Regions from separate parts of the Mus musculus genome. Here region 2 is linked to region 1. Evidence: chromatin contacts called from public Hi-C data. All regions are on one chromosome and are shown on one strand. The core of a region is the stretch at or near the end of the contact, and the rest is flanking DNA. Distances in the headings are between cores, read along the strand shown.

Region 1 (6,005 bases), core at 250-2,749:
GCTGGTGGAGGTTCCTGTCCCTAAACATCAGTAGCTTTTTTGACTGGCAGGAGGTGACAGCTGTGCCCTTTCCCTCAGCCAGCCTCATACCTCTTGGGCTAAGTCCTGCTAAATGCATAAGCACATATCAAGACAATGAAAAGTCATACTTTCTATTCCTCCTTGCTATGAAAAGCCTTCTTCTCTGAACGCTAACGAGCATTCATATAACAGTCTACTTCAGATGTGAGGACCATATGGGCTGAATGAACCCTCTGGTAGGTTCATGATATCTCAAGTAGAATTCTAAAACAAACAACAAACCAGTCCTGAAAAGCACAACAATTTTACAACCTATCAGACAGGGATACAATGAACGTTAAGGTCTCTTTTCCATTTTGTTTACTTTCAAGAGTGAAAAGATTCCCATTTATGCTCACATTTCAATGTCTGCCTGCAGGGTAGTGTACCAGACCTCTCTAAGATATGAATGTGCAGTTCATTGTTTTTGTGATAGGCCCCAAAGGCTTTGAAATAAGATTTTGGATCTTGAATTGGCCAGTTGTGTTGGCACGTGGCTGCACTCTGGGGCCTGAGACAAGAGGATCTCAGGCTTGAAAGCCAGCCTTGGCTGCACAGCAAGACCTGTCTCCAAGCAGTAACACAGTAACACAAAGCTCTTGTGACTTGTTTATGCATGTGCCAGAGGAACACTCATTAGGGCATAGAGAGCATGCCTTTCACAAACAAAACCATTGTTCCTGGAAGCTGGAGATGGAGTTCAGTTGTTAAGTGTTGCTGTATACTCACAGCCCTGGGTTTAATCCTCACTACTTCAAAACCAGGCCCAGTGGTTCATGCTGTAATCAGGGTGTGGAGGCTGAAGGATCAGCAGTTCAAAGTCAACTTGGGCCAGTTGAGATCAAGACATGCCTACGATACAAGTGTCAAAAAACAAAACAAAACAAAAATATTCAGGGAATAGAAATGAAGCTCACTTGCCTAATGTGTGAGAGGTCCTGGGTACTCATCCCCACAATATTGGAACAGAGTTATTCAACATACTTCATTGTAAGTAGTAAGTTATCTTGTATACATATTATTGATACAGCCATTTGAAAAGCCATTTGAAAAGTGAAGTTCCTGATGCCTGATGCCTGGGAATGCTAGGTAACCATCCTTCCTTTTCATTATCTCTTCTTGAGTGTTAAAGTGGTTTAGCTGGGGCCATTGTGTATAAACACAAAGCTAAGAAAGCCATGCAAGCAGTATTGTTACCAAGACAATATCTATGTTGATTTTTAACCCATATCCATAAACTACAAAATTAGAAAACAAATCCACACATATTCCAAGAACATATTTGAGTTTTCCAAAGTTCTATGTACTCTGCTTTAGAGCCCATGAGGAAGTTCTGTTGCTGTGTGAAATCCAAAAGGAGACTCGAGACCAATGCCAATCAATGCCTGTGTCTTAAGTTCCTCAAGCAGATACGCTTGGTCTCACCACAGTTCTGAGCACAGTGAGGTAAGAGTCAAACTACACTTCTCATCCAATGAATGCTCAGTAAGTTGCTAAATATGACTGCAAGTAAATGCAGGGGACATTTTAAAGCAAGTTAGCTCATGTATTTGCCAGGAATTGAGTTAATCTGAAACATGAAACCTGTACTTTGCTGATTGGCGGGGGCGATTTCTGAAGATAAGTTCTTTATTGGACTTATGCAAAACGTTTTTTCTCATCACATGCACTTTTTTCCTGTTTAGGGATGTTAACTGCTAGTGCACTTTCCGTCACAGGGTGATCTCCCTGATATTGTTTCAAAGGCAGGGAAGTGGTGGTGCTTGTGGAGAAACTGCACTTAGCTGGACAGGAGAGGACAGCAGTATCGATCTGACACGATCTGTCACAGCAGACACTGCAAGGTGGGTGAAGAAAGTTGTCTTTGCTTTGAAAAACCTGCAAGCTTTAGTCCTGCAATGTACATTCACAAAACTGCATGTAGGAAAAAGGCGAGGTTTCATGAACTGCTGTGTTCAATGTTGTGCTCGGTGCACTAGGACATTTCTCATCTGATCCTAAGTTTATTCAAAGCTATAAAGAGTTGAAGGCACACATGAGATGCATTGGGAAACACAGGGTCATTGGCTTTACAGCTTAACAGACTCAAACTGCTCACCCTGGGAACACTGTGGAAGACAACTGAATTAGGCTATGTTTAATGAAATTCCCGTAGAAAACTTAAGTCTCTCTGCAACAACATCATTGAGGAGTGAGCGCTCAGTGCTCTGTGCAGAGTCAGTAAGAGGTTTTCTAGATATTGCCAGTGCCCAGAAAGAGCATCCCTTCATCCTGGTGGTTCTCATTGTACATGCTAACATTCACCATCCACCATTTTAAATACATGCTACTAAAGACAAAAATTAAGGATTTCCATATAGCATGAAACAATTTCAGTTTGAACTAATATGAAAAATTATATTATTACAAGTTCTAATTTTGTCTTCCAAGTTCCATTTACATCTTTGCTTATACCAAATAACAGCATGATGTTTATTTGCCTAACTGCCATCTTCTGTAGTATGAGACCACAAATAAAAATGAAGCAGAGTCATTATGTTCAGTCTATGGTATTACTCTAACATGTAGTGTGTGTTGCAAAAGTACATCAATTTTGGAATTATTCAAGTTCTCAATGTAAAAATCAGTAGTGTACACACACACACACACACACACACACACTTCATTTGTATAACTTAAATTCCCAGACAGCAAGACTGATTGACACCCATTACAGCAATGTAGGAGATGCACACAAGTTACTGAATTCTGTCTCATTATTAATCCTTTATGTTTTGTTGGCAACAACCTGGCTGGAGCCAGTAGACCCTTCACTTCTGAAATTCCATCTGTTTTCTTGCAAAAATTAAAGAAAATATTAAATAATCCTCTACTTTTCTCAGATATTTATTTATTTATTTATTTATTTATTTATTTATTTATTTATTTATTGTGGTTTTTCGAGACAGGGTTTCTCTGTATAACCCTGACTGCCCTGGAACTCTCTTTGTAGACCAGGCTGGCCTCGAATTCAGAAATCTGCCTGCCTCTGTGCGCCACCACGCCCGGCTTCTCAGATATTTTTTAAAGGTAGATCCAAGAGTGGGAGGTGATGGCATCAGTGATCCCTAGAGACAACATAGACAGGACCAAGGCTCCTCTCTTGAATGTTTGGACAACTCAAATCTGTAATCAGGTCCCTGTTTCAGCCAGCTGAACTGTCTTTGAGGACTACGGGTTTGAATCTAACTGCATTGGGAGAAGGAAAACGGAGCCATCTTATCCTGCTCATCTGTGTCTTTCCTGAAGGTGGTTTGTCTTTTCAGTGGGAGAATTTTTATAGGTTATTAATCTTAGGACATTGTAAAAACAAATGTAATACTGACTTAATGGCTAGCGCCACCTATTGGCAACTCAGATGCACAAGTGATTTTTCACAATTCTTTCCTTTTTCTATGAGCATTGGTGCTTTATGAAAGCCACTCCAGTTGAATGTTGGTAATGATCATGATTAATAAAGATTCTTCTAAGTTACAGCTTCTGTAAGCTAGTGTCCATGTGCAGTGGCAGTCTACAATTTGATTTGTAAAATGGAAAAATAGAAAAACTATAAAGCTTAAGAAAAGACTCACAATACCACATGGTTTTGCTTGTTTTTTATTTATTTTATTTTTTTTATTTTTCTTTACTGTTTATGTTGAGTATGTACGGTCACCTCTAAAACAAATCTTCTGCAACAGCATTTTGATTTTTCTTTTTCTGACACTTAATAGTTTGAAATAATAAAGGAATTTAAATCCCAATACTTATCTCTATTAGGGATTAGAGGGCCACAGGAGATACTCAAACAACTGTATTTCCACATGTGAAGTAATAAAGTCAGACTCCTATCTGAACCATAATGATATTTAGCTCAGTGGAGTTTATTCATACAAAGGAATATTATTCATCCTATAAAGAAGAGAGGGGAGGAACTAGGAGATTCTGTCAAATGGGCAGAGAATGAAGGTTGGGGAAGCTGGGACAGGAGCTCAGCAATGGGAGCCCATTTAATGTAGTCTAACCTACTCTTTACATGTTAGCTAGCTGGGCATGTGGTGCTCACCTTTAATCCCAGAGCTGGAACCTGGCCTGGTCTACATAGTGAGTTTCAGAACAGTGAGAGCTATGTGAGAACCTCATTTCAAACAAACAAACAAACAAACAAACAAACAAACAAACCAAATACAGGCATAAACAAAACAAGCATCAATGAGTACCAGTAAGGAAATGGAGACCCCAAACTGAAATGTACAGCTAGTACATTTATAACGGTGAAGCTGCTTTGAAAAGCAGCCCAAATGCTGCTCAGGTGTTACAGTCATCATATGGCTGGTGTTTCTATCCTAAGGAGCTTCAAAGTGTAAATCTGCACAGGAAAACACTTTGTGCATAAATGTCTATAATAGCATCATTTATAATAACCCCAAATAGATGCAATTGAGCTGCTTACTGAATAACATATCCATTGATGAGTGGCAAATAAAGTGTACCATATTCATATAAAGGAAGGTTATTGAACTATTGACAAAAATGAAGTGTTGTTCTATGTTAACAACATATATCAGTCTTGAAAACACTATATTGAGAGAATGCAGCCACACACACACACACACACACACACACACACACACACACACACACACAAACCCAGGTATTTCTTTATGTGAAGTGTTGAAACTGGAGGACAGAAGTTAGTGTAACATTTTTAGCTTAACATTTTAGTCTAGGGTAAACAAGAGGGGCTATAAGTTTCTTTGACAAGTGATGAAATATTTTAACACTTATGGTGGTTATATATGTACATATGTGGGTATAACAGAAATCACTGAACTGCACACTTTAAAATGAATTCAATAATATGTGAAGATGGCTCAGTACTTAAAAACACTTTCTGCTCTTACAGGGGACCCAGGTTCAATTTTTAGCACCCACATGGCAGTTCATAACCATCTGTAACTCTAGTTCCTGGGCATCTGATGGCACCATGCACTTACATGGTGCACAGACATACAGGCAGGCAAAACACAAGATAGCTGTAGAACTGTGAAGAAGCAGGCAGATCTCTGAGTTCATGGCCAGCCTGGTCTACAGGGTGAGTTCCAAGCCAGCCAGGGCTAAGCATAGAAACCTTGTCTTGAAAAACCAAAAGCATAGCATAACAAAATCAACCAACCAACCAAACAAAAAAGCCCAAACAAATCAAATAAAAACAAAAGTAAAAACCAACAAAAAGGGCATATAATATGTACACTTTACTTCATAAAGGAAGAAGCAAGCAAATTATCCCAAAGTCATATAAGCTAGCGAGCTACAGATGTAAGACAGACCTAGGAAGGCAGGGGGACCCATTTTTGATATTCCAAACAGCATCCCCAGTGGTCTTGGGTAGAATTTGGTTGACTAAAAACCTCCAAAGTGCATGGTATGAGTCACCTTTAGAAAAACCTCTAATTTTAGATTATAATATAAATAGAATAATCTAGAGAAAAGGAAAAGAGCCATATGAGGGAGGGGCTACTCTCCTTGACTCCAGCTCTGCTCCACTTACCACACAGATGTGAGGTTTAGCACTCAGTCTTTAAAAAGCACCTCAGTGTGCATATGCAAGGCAGGGAGTTGTGTCTGTATTTGTGGGCCTGTTTTCCCATTGCTTGTTGGACACTTGCTCTCTATTAACTATTTTCCTGGAGTTGTGATTCCTTAGAACAACTTTAGAAGATGGCTTTCTCCCCTCCTCCCATGCCTTTATTTCTGGCCCTGGAAATTGGCCAGCAGAATTATTTGTGGTTCCTAGTTGATAACACACCTTAATAGTAGTCAGAAGTTCTTTCCTTTGTTTCCAGTTTTCAACACTGTGGTAGTTAAAGATTGGCTCCTATTAGAAAACTCTCCAAGCCTAATGTGCTATGCCTTCATACATACAT
Region 2 (5,748 bases), core at 2,192-4,691, 150 kb before region 1:
CCTGTATCTGTCGCTATCTATACAAGACCACTGAATTTGTATTAGGCTAATGTGAGTTCACATTGAAGCTTCCATTATCGTATGGATCGGCTCAATCTTTGCTTGATTAACTGTAAACCCTCCCTCTAACAGTAAGAAATGTGGCTCCCATCAGCTTCCATCCATTTACTTCATTGTTCTGTTCTAGTAGTGTTGTCTCGACATTGTTGACCCATACTCCCATGGGAAACAACATTATCAAGTAGCATTCCACTTTAAATCGGAGGCGCTACTCATTCTCAAAGTTACCGAGTCTTTGCTTTTATCTCCCCCACCCCAGTAAGATAGTTGCATTCCATTTGTGACAGTTGGACTCCTTATCTCAGTCTGCATTTTATTCTGGGAAACCCTACCCCTAAATAGTTTTAATTTTTAAAAAATGTGTTAAAGATCATCCTGTATGCTACAAAGTTCTATGAGTTTCAGAAACTGCATACTGCTTATAATTATGATACACAGAAGAGTTCCACCATACTAAAACAACCTCCCAATAAAGACATATAATACCATATGCCTTTAACCCCAGCACATGGGAGGCAGAAGCAGACTGACTTCTGTGTGTTTGAGAATAGCCTGGTCTGCATGGAGAGTTCCTGACCAACCAGGACTGTATAGTAAGCTTGTCTCAAAAACAAAAAAAAAAAAGCAAAATTTAACCCTACAAAACTCAAAATAAAGCAAGCAAGCAAGCAAGTAAACAAGCAAGCAAACAAACAAACAAACAAACTCCTCCTCCATCCTGTGGATTGTCTGTTTAGTGTTTTCCTCCAAACTCTCGGCAATTTTGTACTTTGGCCTTTCTCATAATATCAAATAATTGAGAGCAAACACAATACAGCAGCTCAGACTGGATTCTTTCAAGGAAAATGCACTCAAGACTCATCCATGTCTTTTCTCATTTGTAGTTTATCTTCTTTTCTTTCTGAGTAATATTCCATGGCATAGGGCTTTATTCTGTTTTAAATATTTCAGCATTTTGCAATAGTTACAGTGTTTGCCTGTGGACAAGTTTTCAGGTAAATTGGCTAAATGTCTAGGATCTCAGTATGGAACCATATACGATTATGTTCAGCTTTGTGAGAAACCATCAAACTGGCTTCTAAATGGTGATGTGAGTTCACCAGCCACAATCAGTTCCTGGAGCCCTACATTCTCAGCAGGAAGCAATGTTGCCACTTTGGGGGATGTTACCATTGTTGTAAATGTGTTTGACTCGCATTGTTGTGGATTTTCTACTTGAGTTTCCTTTGAGTGACTACTGGCTCAAGTGTTGTACAAAATGGGCTAAAGGGTGATAGATGACTGCCTTATTTTGACAGTTTTGAATAATTGTATAATAGAAATTGAACTATTTTATAAGCATACCTTATTTGATTGGTCAAGAACTTACAAAGTTGCTTAATAAGTACATGGCTTATTCCTAAAGAATAAATCACCAGAAATATAACTAACATTATAAGTTTACCATTTATTACACATTTTCCATGAATATGGATAGGAGAAAGTAATATAAAACTTTTTCATCCAAGTTTGTAACTAACAGAAATATGTGTTACTTCTGCTTTACGTTTAATGAACCTTGAAATAATGACCCCAATAAAACTGATGGAGAAAAAAATCTTGATAGAAATTTAGGGAGAATTTTTCCCCCCAGGGTCTATTACCTTTAAAAACCGCAGTTTTCATTTAAGTCTACCAGTAAGTCCAATAAGCCATTGGTTCCTCGAGGTAGACTTGGGTAGAACGATTCCTTTGGTATGTCATTACTGCCCCTCCTAGAATAAGTAGACATAGCTCCCCCAGGAGAATTCCTGGGATTTCTAGGGCCTCATTGGACCCTCTGTGAAAGAAGACGCTCAGATCCCTTAAAGCTCTGATATTTAGTTACTTAAAGAGGACCCCACCCCAAATCAAGGACCTAAGACATTAATACCCTGATGCATCTGGTTAATTACTTTCAGGAATAAAAAGCAATATAGCAACAGAGAACCCACAAACACAGTGTACCTGTAATCAAGATAATTTTTTGGGGGGGTGATGGTGTCTTTTGTTTATTTGTGCATTTATTCTCAAATGGATCCAGAGAGCCCCTATAAAGCTAGTTACACCAGTCACTTTGTGAGATGTTGTATATTATTAAAACATCAGAATATTAAATCTGGTGAAACCCACTCTCCAGGCTCTTTGAAGAGCTCCTCCTTTCTCTGCCCTTCATCCTGCCTAGATTGTTGTGGTTGCACTGGGTTAATGTTTTGCTCCTACCTCGAAGTTGAAGGAGTCATCTGCCTTTCCTCTCACAGGCAGGCTGTTTGTCAGTTCTCCCTGGGATTCGGGGTGGGTAAGAACGATTTATGATGAAAGGCAGTTTTACTCACATTGTGCGTTGTCCCAGGAGGCTGAAGTTGACTGATGATGATGTAACCTTTAATATCCACAAGCTTTTTTAACCCCACATTTGGTTTATTTAAGTTAATACCATTGGGTAGTTGCCTGTTTTGATTTTCCCCAAATCTTTGAACTTTGCTCGCTCTTTATTCTTGGTAAACCCAGGCTCTGCCCTTACCATTCTCCTTGCTTTCTTTTGGGATTTGAAGATTATAAGTCTGCTTTGGTGTGGAAGGGACATTTGTGGACATTTTGCCCCCACAAAAACCTCCACCTCAAAATTACTGATATATAGTCACGAAACAAACTTCTTGAGATTTCCAGTTACAGGATGGAGGAAAGATAAATCAGTAGGAGTCATGTCCCCTTGTCATGGAACCTAGTCTTTGACCTTCAGGGTTAGGAAACCTGACAGTCACCACTGCTTTGTTCTTGGTCCTTAATTCGTTGCATGAGATGCCAGTGTGGGATGTGTTAGGTTTGCAGGGCTAGCTTGCTGTGGCCTAGGGGGTTACTATAGTAACACTGGGCTTCCAGGTATTCATGTGGGTGGTGTCAAGAACTGGGAATGTTTCCAAAATGTTCTCAGTGTTCCACAGTCCCCTTGGGGTCAGATTCATTTTATGCTGTCATGGGGTGAGGCAAGGGCCATGAATTTGAGGTGACAATCCATCAGCTATCAGAAGCCAAGTTGCGTTTTCTGTTAGTAAGTCACAGTTTTGAACCTGGAAGGAAGCCAATGTAGTTTCACAAGTCTCAACTTCAAAGCCTCAGGGGGAAAATGTGGCCTGGTTTCAGCTAGATCAGTCAGCTGTAACTTGCTATAGATACAGAAAACTGCACATGGTCACTGTAGAGAATCAGAAAGTAAAGCAGAAATACCAGTGAGGGCATCACCTGTTCCTGGGACTGCCACAATCTTGCATATTCTTGTGATGATTTTTCTGTGTGTCCACATGAGGATGTAACTATTATTACTAAAATGATATCATTGTGTGCACACATCCTGCCAACTGTTTCATTGGTCAACTGTTGCTTTAACTGTGTACTACTAGTCAAAGGGCAGCCAATTGCTTCCAAATTTACAACTACCTTCTTGCAAAAATCCAATCTGATACCACACATTGCATGCATGTGTTTGTTTGCTATAATCTACAGACAAGGAAAATTTCCATTATATCAGCATTTGTGTAGGAGCATGCAAATACTGAGTACTTTATCTTATCAAAAAAGGATTCTAACTGATCTGATAAAACAGCAGGAGCTTTGAGGGACTTGGCTGGCCTTCAGTGTATCAGACTCTAAAGTGAAGACTTTCTTATCAAGGAGCAATAGGACATTTAATCTGATATTAGAGACCCTGGGACTCAGCCCTATATGAAATCCTAGTTTCATTTTGTATTTCATATGACCAATTGTACTATACCCATGGGTGCTCCCTGGGTGGACCATTCAGTCAGTTGCTTTTTGGTGTGGGATTTTTCCCCCCCCTGGCCAAGAAGTAATAATTTTGCTTTGTACTTTTTTTCCTTTCTGGTGCTGTTTACTTAATTCTTTGAAACTCACTGTTAGACAGCTTGCCTAGGAAGGTCTTGCTAGCAGTATTGGAATCACTGAGCAAACTGAATGGCTTGCTGCAAAAATCCATTTTTTTTTCCTGGAACCAGGAAGCGGTGAGTCAGGCTGTTAGCCAGATTCTTTCATTCCATCGCTCACCTGGCCAGGGTGACCTGCTGCCTCCTCCCCTAGGCTGAAAACCACATTTGCAGTTTGGGGATTCTAAATCAGTGTCTTCTACTGCTTCTTTGAAGTTGGATAGTGTTATCTTAGAAACAATTCTTTTGAAGTATATTGATTTCTCCAAATCTCTAGGTTTGGCCCAGTTTCTTTGACAAAGGGTAGCATTGCTTTTTTTCTTCTTTCCTTTTTCTATGCATCCAAGACAATGCATAGAAACCACAGGCTTCCAAGAGCTCACCCAGATAACACAGGACTTTCTGACCCCAAAAGTCCATGGTCTCAAATTTCCTTCTGTGGTCATTTCTGTCTGACAAATCAATGTATTCCTTTTTGGCTTTTGATGTAAAAAAAAAATTCTAATTTTTGAAGTAGGACTTTAAATCCATGTTGAAGAGGGAGTAGAGCGCTTCCTATTTCTGTAACCCCACCTACTGAACAAGGTTCCCTGAGCTCAGTTTTCTCACTGGAGAAAACAAACAGGCTTTCACTCCCTTCAGAGAATTCATATAACAGAAACACTGTAGGCATCAAGTAAGACTTGTAAGGATTAAAAATAATTCAATATTTTAGCTCAGATTTTTGTTATCATGTGAAGTGAGTAACTGCTAGTTTTAGGAAATAGCTGACATGCTTTGAACATGTAGTGCAGACTAAAAATTGCTAGAGAACTTGAGCCATCAGGTCTCTGGCTATTTAGTGTAAGATGTGCAGACCTTGAAAACTCCCGGCAGCCTTCCAGGCAGAGACTGTTCTGCAAGGCTGGGCCAGGCTTCCCTGGAGGAAGGTGGAAGGGTTAAGAACCCTGTTTGTTGAGATCACTTTTCATTCCAGCAGGTGGTGGTACATGCCTTTAGTCCTAGTGCTCTGGAGGCAGTGGCAGGTGAGAATTGAGAGACAGAAAAACTGTCTCTTGAAAAACAACAATAACAAGCAACAACAACAACAACAACAACAAAAAAGGAAGCAAGAGCAGCCAGTTAGTGTCTCTTCACTATTCACCTGCCTAGGACATCATATATGTATGTGTATATATGTGCATATAATGTACATATATGTACACATATATGTATATGTGTATATATGTATGTATAGATATGTTATTTTAAAGTTTATATTTTGCTTTACTCTATTTGTAGTGTTTGATCTCTTCTGGAATGAAGGTCTTTGTTAAAAATTATTTTACAGGCTAGGAATGGTGACACACACCTTTAATCTCAAAATTTGGGAGGCAGAGGCAGGGAGATTTCTGTGAGTTTGAGGCCAGCTTGGTCTAAATAAATATTGAGTTTCAGGACAGCAAGGAATACATAGTGAGACATTGTGTTAAAAAAAAAAAACAAACCAAAGCCAACAACTACAACAAAAAGGATTATTTTACATAAATCTATAAGAATTTCTTTTCCATGATAACCTTTCTGAGGAGTAAGACAAAGAACACATGCATGACTTAAAATTGGCCCATTCCTGTGGTGTCCCATCTCCAGCTATTGTGACAGTAGTTGTCCTGTTTTGGACTCCTTGGCTGACCAGCTGCCCTATTCAAGGCATGAACTTGCTCTTATTAGTCTTGTTAGGCTCACGTTG

The links. A called contact is a pair of places that touch in the nucleus more often than the background predicts.
Region 2: a Hi-C map of uterus shows a contact between it and region 1, with 5 times the contacts expected there. The contact joins two enhancer-like sites. A contact is called at or near these places in 5 of 39 promoter capture datasets (cranial neural crest, embryonic stem cells, frontonasal cranial neural crest and 1 more), 1 of 15 datasets of contacts at CTCF or cohesin (pro-B cells), 20 of 484 Hi-C or Micro-C datasets (the HPC-7 cell line, brain, embryonic stem cells and 6 more) and 5 of 115 datasets of contacts at active chromatin or transcription factors (cardiomyocytes, differentiating embryonic stem cells, embryonic stem cells and 2 more).

What each region holds. Positions count from the first base shown.
Region 1 is chr1:4,514,180-4,520,184 of GRCm38.p6, reverse strand. No RefSeq gene overlaps it. Among named protein-coding and RNA genes, the nearest start is that of Gm22307, 12 kb to the left of the region's middle. Within about 2 kb of position 1,499, at least 4 of the 459 cell types and tissues checked have an H3K27ac peak or open chromatin away from gene starts, as enhancers often do. A contact at or near this core is called in uterus, where this site is marked.
Region 2 is chr1:4,669,149-4,674,896 of GRCm38.p6, reverse strand. No RefSeq gene overlaps it. Among named protein-coding and RNA genes, the nearest start is that of Gm37323, 63 kb to the right of the region's middle. Within about 2 kb of position 3,441, at least 27 of the 459 cell types and tissues checked have an H3K27ac peak or open chromatin away from gene starts, as enhancers often do. A contact at or near this core is called in uterus, where this site is marked.